Linked DNA regions of Sus scrofa: region 2 is linked to region 1. Evidence: chromatin contacts called from public Hi-C data. All regions are on one chromosome and are shown on one strand. The core of a region is the stretch at or near the end of the contact, and the rest is flanking DNA. Distances in the headings are between cores, read along the strand shown. Region 1 overlaps SAMD12 (sterile alpha motif domain-containing protein 12). Region 2 overlaps SAMD12 (sterile alpha motif domain-containing protein 12).

Evidence for each region. A called contact is a pair of places that touch in the nucleus more often than the background predicts.
Region 2: a Hi-C map of psoas muscle shows a contact between it and region 1, with 2.3 times the contacts expected there. A contact is called at or near these places in 3 of 47 Hi-C or Micro-C datasets (embryonic fibroblasts, heart right ventricle and psoas muscle).

The regions. Positions count from the first base shown.
Region 1 is chr4:20,360,600-20,365,681 of Sscrofa11.1, forward strand. The region is part of intron 3 of SAMD12 (sterile alpha motif domain-containing protein 12); the gene reads left to right. Among named protein-coding and RNA genes, the nearest start is that of SAMD12, 220 kb to the left of the region's middle.
Region 2 is chr4:20,552,823-20,557,904 of Sscrofa11.1, forward strand. The region is part of intron 4 of SAMD12 (sterile alpha motif domain-containing protein 12); the gene reads left to right. Among named protein-coding and RNA genes, the nearest start is that of EXT1, 90 kb to the right of the region's middle.

The DNA of each region.
Region 1 (5,082 bases), core at 837-3,336:
TTAACGTAGAAGCACATTTAGTGGCTATTTGAACAATCCCAATATCCTCAAAGTTGTGTGTGTGTGTGTGTGTGTTCCCAGCAATGACTGTCATGGCTTAGCTCATTTAAAAAGTGAATTCTCATTGGGGCTGACTTCTGAGTCATTAGGAACTTTTAATATTTTGGTATTTTTTAAAGAAAGTCTAGGAGTTCTCTGGTGGCTTAGCAGGTTAAGGATCTGGCTTTGTCACTGTTGTGGCTCAGATCACTGTTGTGGCATGAGTTCATTCCCTGGCCCTGGAAATTTAAAAAAAAAAAAAAAAAAGGAAGAGGAAGAGAGGAAGGAAAGAGTAGAGCTCTAACTGTCCAATCCAAAAAATACGCAGGACTCAAGGCAAAAAGAAGCACGGAAACTATTGCTTTACTATCGAATAAAATTTGAAAGAAAGATTTTGGAGTAAAATTTTCAGCCATGACTAGTTTTCACAGCACGGTATGATTGAAGGAGAAATCCAGCAGTAGTCACTAGATTCCTGTATTCTTTATGTTAGAAGAAAGGTAGGAAAATGGTTTGGACGGCAGGATTGGAATAACATGGTGCTGAAAGATACAGCCCAAACCAATAGAAATCTGGTGCTGGAGTAGAGATTTATGATTTTAGAACTGACAATTCTATAAAGTCATTTCTAAGGATCTAATTCTTCCATTTAGGCACCTTTTGAAGCTATTCTTCACTGCAGTGGTGAAGTTGTAACACTTGACATCTTTATGTAGAAGACTTAATTTAACCAATATAGTTTTTGTTGAAGCCAAGCTGTTGCTATTATGATACCAATTCATTTATCAGTTCTAAGATGTTTTTTTCAATCTCAGTTCTGTTTCTTATGGACTGATCAGTATTCAGCTCTTCCTTTGACAGAAGCTGTCTCCTGCCTTGTGAGGGTGTGTGTTCTCACAGTCACAACATGGTGGAGTGTGTGTGTTGATTTACAGATTTTGTTGCTGAAGGCATGTACTCTTGCCATGCTCCATTACTCTGCATACAAAGGAAAACATCTCGGTTGTAAAAGCAAGCTCAGCTCACTGGAGTTGTTGGGAAGAGGTCGCTTCTTCAAGGGACAAAGGACAATGCTTCATTTCCCCTGTGGCTTTGTCTTTGTGAATTTGACTTCCTGGTGTAACCAGATGTTTTCCGATTTAAGGAAACCCAGGACACAAAAATCGAAATTTGCAAAATGAGGGATCCATGAGTCTGTATTTGTTCTTGTTATTTTCTTGTGAAGTCACAGCACTTTGTAAGAAATTTGCTCAAGCTGATGTTCAGTGTGGTAGAGGGATTAAAAGTACAGGGCTTGAAGTCTAACAGTGCCAGATTTGACCCAAAGCATGAGCTCTTTTTGCTAGAAAGTCTTTGTCAGGATCTTCAACCTCTCTGGGCTTAATTTTCTCATCTGAAAAATAATTATGCTTATATGTAAGAATCTCATGAGATAATTCATGTCAAGCATATAACAGATAGATTATACATAGGTATTTATATGAACATGAAAATATATGCATATATGCATATGTATTTATGATTTACATAGCATGCTATTATTGCATAGTACTCAGTGTTTTATGGAAAATGAGATACACTTATAAAATCAATAGATGATGTACACATACAATTTTTAGCAGATTTATCTTACTGATTATGTTTCGCAGAGGCCACTATCACAGTTCATTATCATTCCCCACACTCACACTTACTATGGAGGTAGGTGACCTCGGGACATACTAGATGGGGCAATGAAGCCACCTGGGCTGTTCAAAAATCATCACAGGTAACACATCACGTTTACAGCAGAGAATTGATCGGGCACCCCTTTGCCCAGTGAACCCCTGTCAGACAATGGGTTCCTGGAAAGCAGGCTCAGAGAAGGAGAGCTGGGTGCTAGAAGTTTTTTGGGTGGTGTCTTCCTATTCACCACTTGCTAGGAACGTGAAAGATGCTGGATTTAGACTCTGACTCAATCCGAACAAGACCTCAGCCATCTGCAGCTGTCTGGAGCTGGGACTGGCCTTTGGAGTTAATCCAGCTGGGGCTGGGCCACCTGGATACAATTATAAAGGCTAGACCTAAAGATGCAGCTCCCTCCTGCCTGCCACCAGTCATAGGATACAGGCTGCTCTCAGGAAGAGGGTCATGACCTTGGATGAAGTAGCTCTTTTCAGCCAGGGCATTGCCCAGAAGGGCCAACAGCCAAGAGCAGCCAGCAGCTGGGGCGTTCTTTAGGCCTTAAGAGGGATCTGAGTGACATGGGCCAGAGCCTTCCAGTCGGTAGAACTGATAATCTTTGGAAATTGATTTGGCCTAAGTTATCTGGTCCCTCTTTTTCTCCTGTCTTTCCCCCTCTATTTTTTCCTTCTTTCTCACTCTTCCATCCACCATTTATTGATGGTCTGCTATGCGGCAGGTACTCTAACGAGGGCTGGAACTTAAAACATTTTAAAAAATTCTTTTCCTTTTCCAAAGCTTCTAATCAAATGCAGAGAAAAGCCAGACAGCAAAATGGGCAGAGAGGATGAACTGTGGAGTTGGAAAAATAATAATTCAGAATTTTACTGTCTCTTACTACTGTGATCATAGTCACTAAAATTCTCAAACCTCATTTTTAAAATAGGGATAACAATTAAACCTATCCAGAAAACTGTCCCAAAGAACAAATCAAAGAATGAGAAATTATCCACATTTATACCCAGCCCATCGTAATTGTCCAATCAATTATTGATGATGTTTTTATTTTTTATTTTTTTGTCTTTTTAGGGATGCACCCTTGGCATATGAAAGTTCTCAGCCTAGGGGTCGAATCAAGCTACAGCTGCCAGCCTGTGACACAGCCACAGCAACACCAGATCCTAGCTGTGTCTGTGACCTACAGCACAGCTCACAGCAATGCTGGATCCTTCACCCATTGAGCAAGGCCAGGGATCGAAGCTGCGTCCTCATGGATCCTGGTTGGATTCGTTTCTGCTGTGCCACAGCAGGAACTCCCTATTATGGATAATAATGATGATGTCCAAAGCTGATGGGTCCCTTCCAGGTAACTCCTTTCCCTTTGTCTCTTGGGTCAAACGCAAGATACCTCATGCAGGAGGAAAGCTCAGTGATTGAATGACATGATGTCTTGGACTCTACCCCTCACACACTCTGTATACAAGGGTTTCTGGGCCTCAAGGACCTTCCATTGCAAGGTATTCTCTAGTGACTATGCCTGACTGGGCTCCTCAGCCTTCAGCACAAATGGTCTCTTGTTCTTCTTGAACTACACTCTGTCTGACACCTCATTCCCCAAGATTTCTTTCTGTGTCTCCAGCCACTCATTCACAGTGTGTCTCTGTGGGCCTGTCCCACTGATCCACCCACGCGGTGCTGGGGGTCCCCAGAGATCAGTCCTCAAGCCTCTCCTCCCTTCGCTCCCCTTCCTCTCTGATCACGGGTTTGTATGTCAGCTTTATGATGGTGGCTGACTTCTGTTTGGAGCTCCCACTGTACACCTCCACACACCCACTCTACATTTCTGTTGACTGTTTCATGGATGTAGGCAGGTCAGGCTCATTCCATGTCGAACCAGAAGTTTGATCTTCTACTACCGTCCTCACTCAGTGTTCTCCAGGTCAGCAATTTCCCTGTCCCTTCTTTTATTGCCCAAGCCAGAAAGACGTGTTCTGTCATTGACATCCATTTCCTTCTTGCCTCAAATACCTAATCTACCGCCTTTGATTCTAGATGCAAAAATATTTCCTCTCTTCACATCTTTACCACCACCTTCTAGTAGAAGCCACGTCTTCTGGGGATTCAACAAAAGCTGCAGTCTCCCAACTAATTTTTCCAACTTCCAGATGTTCCCTTGACCCTTAAGTGAGACATTTTTTTTTTTTTTTTTTTTTTTTTTTTTTTTTTGCAGCTAGAGAGAGAATTTTTAAATGGAAGTTGCATCATGTCACTGCCCTTCTTAAAAGTATATTTTGATCTTCCATCACACTTGGAGTAGGTAATGGGATCCTTGGTCTTGCCTCCAAGACCCAGATTGATCTTACTCTTGTCTGCCCTTCCATCCTCATCTCAAGCCGTTGGCCTCTACCCTTCCCACAAGGCCACCTCACTTCACTGGCCTTCTTGCCTCCACGGACAGTGATAGTCTATTTAGAACGTTTGCATCTATTTTTTTTCTTCTGCCTCCAACCTCTTTAACTTTACTCTTCACCACTCTTTCTCATCCTTCAGATCTTAGCCAAAAGTTTCTTTCTGATTTGCTTTCCCCACAAGCAACTTGGGTTTCTGGGGCTCACTTGGCCTCCTCTGTTTTTCCTCATGAAATAAGTATTTTGTTTTTTCCTTTTTTGAAAATTTTTTTTATCACTTATTTATATATATTTTTTTGTACTGTACAGCATGGTGACCCAGTTACACATACATGTATACATTCTTTTTCTCACATTACGTGTTCCATCAAAAGTGACTAGACAGAGTTCCCAGTGCTACACAGTAGGATTCCATTGCTAATCCATCCCAAAGACAACATTCTGTGTTGAAATCATTTATTTGCGTATTTTCTTTTTATGTGTACTTCATTCACTAACCTGCAACTCTGTGAGTATGGAGACCATATGGATTGTAGTCACTGCTTATACCCAGCACCTAGTCTAATGACTGCATTAGAAGATCATTGTTTATTAAACCAAAGGCCAAACTAAAGCAGGCATAGCCTTTCTAGGCACAGCATGAATTTGAATCAGGTATCTTGGTTCCAGTCTCTGCTCTGCTAGCTCCTAGGCATGTGACTTTGGGCAGTTCCCTTCATTTTTTCTGGGCTTAGTTTTTTACCTTCAAAATGGGGGGTGATAACCATCTTTTCTCATGAGGCCATTTGTTCAGGTCACCTTTTACCAGGTGCCACGCACTGGAGTTACTCAGTTAAATGAAACCCACCTTCTCTTTGTAAAAAGCCTAGAATCTGAAAAGGAAGATAGGCTGTGAACAAATTCATGGTTATATTATAACATAGTAAGTGTAATGATAGAAACAAGGCACACCTTTATGAAATCTCTCCTTCGA
Region 2 (5,082 bases), core at 1,034-3,533, 190 kb after region 1:
TAAAATCGAGGCTGAAAGGGTGGGAGATGGAAGCCGAGACCTTCCTACCCGTCTGGGTATAAACGATTGCCTGAAAATCTTCCCAGGGAGGCCTTGGGATCTTGCGTGTCTGCTTAGCAGCGGTGGAGTCAATAAGCCCCTAAGATGTCATAACCAGAGCAAGGGTCACAGCCTGGCCAGAAGGTGTCTTAGGTCATTTATTACCCCCAAACCTGACCTTCGTCTTCTTCTGTAGAGTGAGACCATGGTATCTACTTCCTCAGGTTGCTGCAAAATGGACACATTCTTAGCATGTTATTCACCATATAGTAAGTACCTGGTTACTGACAATGCTTAGTATTACAGTAGTTGTGGTCTATAGACTCTGTGTTAGTCGATGTTATCCCCAGAAACAGAGCCAATAGGAGCTATTGGATATATATATTTTTTTTCATATTATATATAGTCATATATATCAACATATGTCTTGTAGATAAATGGACTGATCGATCTATCTAAAGATGATAGATAGATAGATAAACTAATTTACTATAAGGAATGACTCACAATTTTGAAGGCTGAGAAGGCCCACGTTCTGCAAGCTGTAGCCCCAGGCAAGCTGATAATTTAAGTTCAAGTCTGAGGCCAAGTCTAAAGACAGGAGAACTGATATCCCTCAGCAAACATGAGTGAATTCCCCCTTACTCAGCCTTTTATTCTACCCAGGCTTTCAATTGTTTGGACAGGGACCACCCACGGTAGAGAGAGCAATTTGCTTTACTCAGTCAAATGTTAATCTCTTCCAGAAACACTCTCCCAGACACACCCAGAATAATGTTTCATCAAATATCTGGCCACCCCATGGCCCAGTCACATTGACACATAAAATTAGCCGTCACAGAGCCATCGTGGTCTCCAGTTTACTCGGGGTGATGAGAAGTTACAGACTAGTTTGCATGTGTCGTCTCTTTTATTGCTCTTAACCCAAGTCCTCTGCTATCCTGATACCTGGTTTCTGGTCTCCATCTTCATGCAGTCGGGGCTAGCATCGATTTCTTCAGTGCATTCTCAGGAGGCAGGCAACCCCCTCCTCCAAACTATCAGGGCGCAGGTAGTAGCAGAAATGAAAACAGTGCACTGACAACACATGTGACTTCTTCCACCAAAGGGCTGGTTAGCAGAGTCGAGTTTTATTGCCACATAAATCCTCCCTTGTCCTTCTTTTATCTCCTAACTTCTTTTGGACATACTAATTAATTAATTGAGCATACCTGTTTAAATCTTCCCATCTTGATGATGATAATGGTATGCCTTTGAGGGTTCTAAAAGTTAGAAATGATTTAGTATTAGAGGTTTTGATTACATTGAATATAAAATCAAATAAAATGAGCAAATGATGAAGAGGGGGAGTGAGGTTTGAAATCAGCCTGGTTTCTTGTATACACAAGAGGCACACTTAAGTTGGTTTTTATCTTGGCCTATTCTGGGAATGATATATTTGGCTCACAACCAGCAATAGAAGATAACAAGGACCTGTATCCTTTAAACCAGCCTCAGCGCTATTGACATTTTGAGCTGGATAATTCTTTGAAGTGAGGGTCTGTCCCATGCATTCCAGGATGTTTAGCAGGGTTCTTGGCCTCTACCTACTAGATGCCAAGAGTATCTCCTAAACTGTGACAACCAAAAATGTCTCCTGACATTGCCAGAGGGGGTTCCCAGTTGCACCCAGTTGAGAACCACTGCTCTAAACATAGAACAGGTTTTAGATTGTTAGATAGAAATTTACCAACTTTCTCTAGGTCAGACCTCTTATTTAAGGCCTTAGATAGGGTTCACATTTGATGAGCATTCTTTTTTTTTTTTTCTTTGCTTTTTTGGGCTGCACTCGAGGCATATGAATATTCCCAGGCTAGGGGTTGAATCCGAGCTGCAGCTGCTGGCCTATACCACAGCCACAGCAACACCAGATCCAAGCTGCATCTGTGACCTACACCACAGCTCATGGCAACACCGGATCCCCATCCCACTGAACAAGGCCAGGGATCGAACCTGCATCCTGATGGATCCTAGTCAAGTTTGTTACCGCTGAGCCACAACAGGAACTTCGTGATGAGTGTTCTTTTATACAAACACAGCTACTGGTTTTGTGTCCCACATTCCTATTGCAGTTTAGGAACTTGCTTTCTTAACCCACCTTTCTTTTCTTCTTTCCCAAATACACCCTTATGACTGGAGTGGGGCAGGTGGCACTGGACACAGTCCATTCCAGATCTGTTCTAGAATCCTCTGCCAAGCTGGCCTTTGCCTCCCAGGCCAGCTTCTCCTAGCCTTTGAAGTGTCTGCTGTGAACTCTATCACAGGACTGCCTGTTGGCGTCTGCACTAATCTGGGTGAGAGTGGAAGCCAGCGTGTGTCGACTGTGGCCTTGGCAGGCGAGAAGAGTATTATCTGTCACTGGCGGGTGCAAAGGCTTGCCCTTCGGGCCATGTTATTTCTGTTTCCTGGCCCCCAGCTGTGGCATTAGTGCATTGACCTATTTCTATCTCTAGTTTCTCTAGGGAATTTTAGAACGTTGTGACAATAATATTAATAAAAAATAATAGCCATCATTTAGCAAATATTGACTATTTGCCAGATACTATGCAAAGTACTTTTTGTATGAGCCCATTTCATCATTACAGCAACCCAGTGAGGTGGGGATTATCATCACCATGTTAAAGGTGAAGGCATTGATGTTTGGAAAAATTCATGTTTCTAACATCATACAGCTGGAAGTGGTGAGCCTTAGATATCAACCAGATCTGCCTGACTCCAGAACCCCACACTCTTTAATCACTGGGCTCTAATGCATCCTATTCACCTTGGACTCTGAAGCTATTGAACTGACCAGGTGATTGGTTTCCAGAATGTCTAAACTAGTAATGTGGACCCATCGAAAAAAGATTTGAGAAAGGGCTTGTTACTGTTGGTTAGCTGCAAATCCATATGTGGCCAGTTCTGGGATGTACATATTCCTGGAACAATCCTTAGATGTAGAGAAAGAAATAGGAACAACCCCCCTCCCTATATGCAGATTCAAGTAATTCAGGTAAAATTAGGTACTGAATTAAGCCCTGAAAAGGAGAGGGGGGGAAACACTCTTCTTCTCCAACATCATTCCTGTCTTCATTATTTTACAACTATTTATTAAGAAGCACTTTCTGTATACTTGGCACTGCACTTTGCATTAGGAAGATACATGACAGTTAAGACGTGGTACCACCTTCAAAAAATTTAGGAGGAGATGATGGACACATTAAAATAGAATGGTGGGTTTGCTGGTAAACACTTACGATGCCATGCTGGCATCCAAGGATAAGTTGTCAGCTGTTTCTAGAGGGAGAGAAGGCTTCGTAAAGAATGTGACACTTGAAGCAGTCTTGAAAAACAGAGTAATGGGTGTTCACTAGAGTGTGAGGGTGTAAAAGAATTCATCCAATCACGAGGAAAGGTTGAGCAAAAGTTGTAAATAACTTAGTACATATGAGGAGCTAGAGGTTGTCTGGGATATGAAGCCCTTAGGATGGACAGGTGAAACCGTACCACACTCTTCCTTCCCCCTTTAAAGATCCAGAGCCATCTACCATTTATAACAAACCCACAGATAGGAAAGGTGAAGAGCTTCCTGCTAAATTCAGCAACAGGAAGAGGATGACCAATCTTGCCACTTCTGTTTAACATAGTATTGGAAATCCTAGGCATAGCAATCAGACCAGAAAAATAAATGAAAGTTGTCCAGATTAGAAGGCAAGAGGTGAAAAATCACTATTTTCAGATGACTTGATACTGTATGTAAAGAACCCTAAAGTCGCCACACCTGTTAGAACTAATAAATGATTTCAGGAATGTATCAGGATGTGAGATTAATATACAGAAATCTTTTATGTTTCTATAAACAAATAACGAAATACCAGAAGGAGAAAGTAAAAAAAGATCCCATTTTAAATCATATCAAAAAGAATAAAATACCTAGGAATAAATGTAACCAAGGAGGTGAAAGACCTATACTGTGAAAACTAAAGTATTGATGGAGGAAATCGTAGATGTACAAAGTAGTGGAAAGATATCCCATACTCTTGGAATGGAAGAATTAATGTTGTTAAAATGGCCATACTACCCAAAGCAATCTCCAGATTTAATACAACCTTTATCAAAAAACTCATGAACTTTTTCAAAGAACTAGAACAAATAATCCTCAGATTTATATGGAACCACAAAAAAAAAAAAAAAAAAAAAAAAAACAGAACTGCCAGAAAAATCCTGAGGTGTGGGGGGGAGAGAACAAAGCTATAAGTATAACCCTTTCAGGCTTCAGACTATACTACAAAGCTATATTAATCAAACAACATGGTATTGGCTCAAAAACAGACTTATAGACCAATGGGACAGAATAGACAGCCCAGACATAAACCCTTACACCTACAGTCAATTAATATTGACAAAAGAGGCAAAAATACAAGGAGAAAAGACAGTCTCTGGGGGTTAATAGATGCAAACTATTGCTTTTGGAATGGATTGGCAATGAGAGCCTACTGTGTAGCACTGAGAACTATGTCTAGTCACTTATGATGGAGCATGATAATGGGAGAAAAAAGAATGTATATATGTATGTAACTGGGTCACCATGCTGTACAGTAGAAAAAAAAATTGTATTGGGGAAATAACAATTTAAAAAATTAAAAAAAAACAAGAGGTGTTGAGAAAGCTGGGTAGTTACATGTAAAGCAATGAAATTAGAACATTCCCTTACACCATATGTAAAAATAGATTAAACTCAAAATACGTTAAAGACCTAAAAATAAGACATGACACCAGAAAACTCTGAGAAGAGAACACAGGCAAAAGTTCTTTGACCTAAATTATGGCAGTGTTTTCTTATATTAGTCTTCCAAAGCAAAAGAAATAAAAGGAGAAATAAACAAATGGGACCTAGTCAAACTTAAAAGCTTTTGCACAGCAAAGTAAACCATAAACAAAACCAAAAGACAACCTATAGAATGGGAAAAAATATTTGCAAATGATGCAGCTGACAAGGATTTACTCCAAAATATATAAACAGTT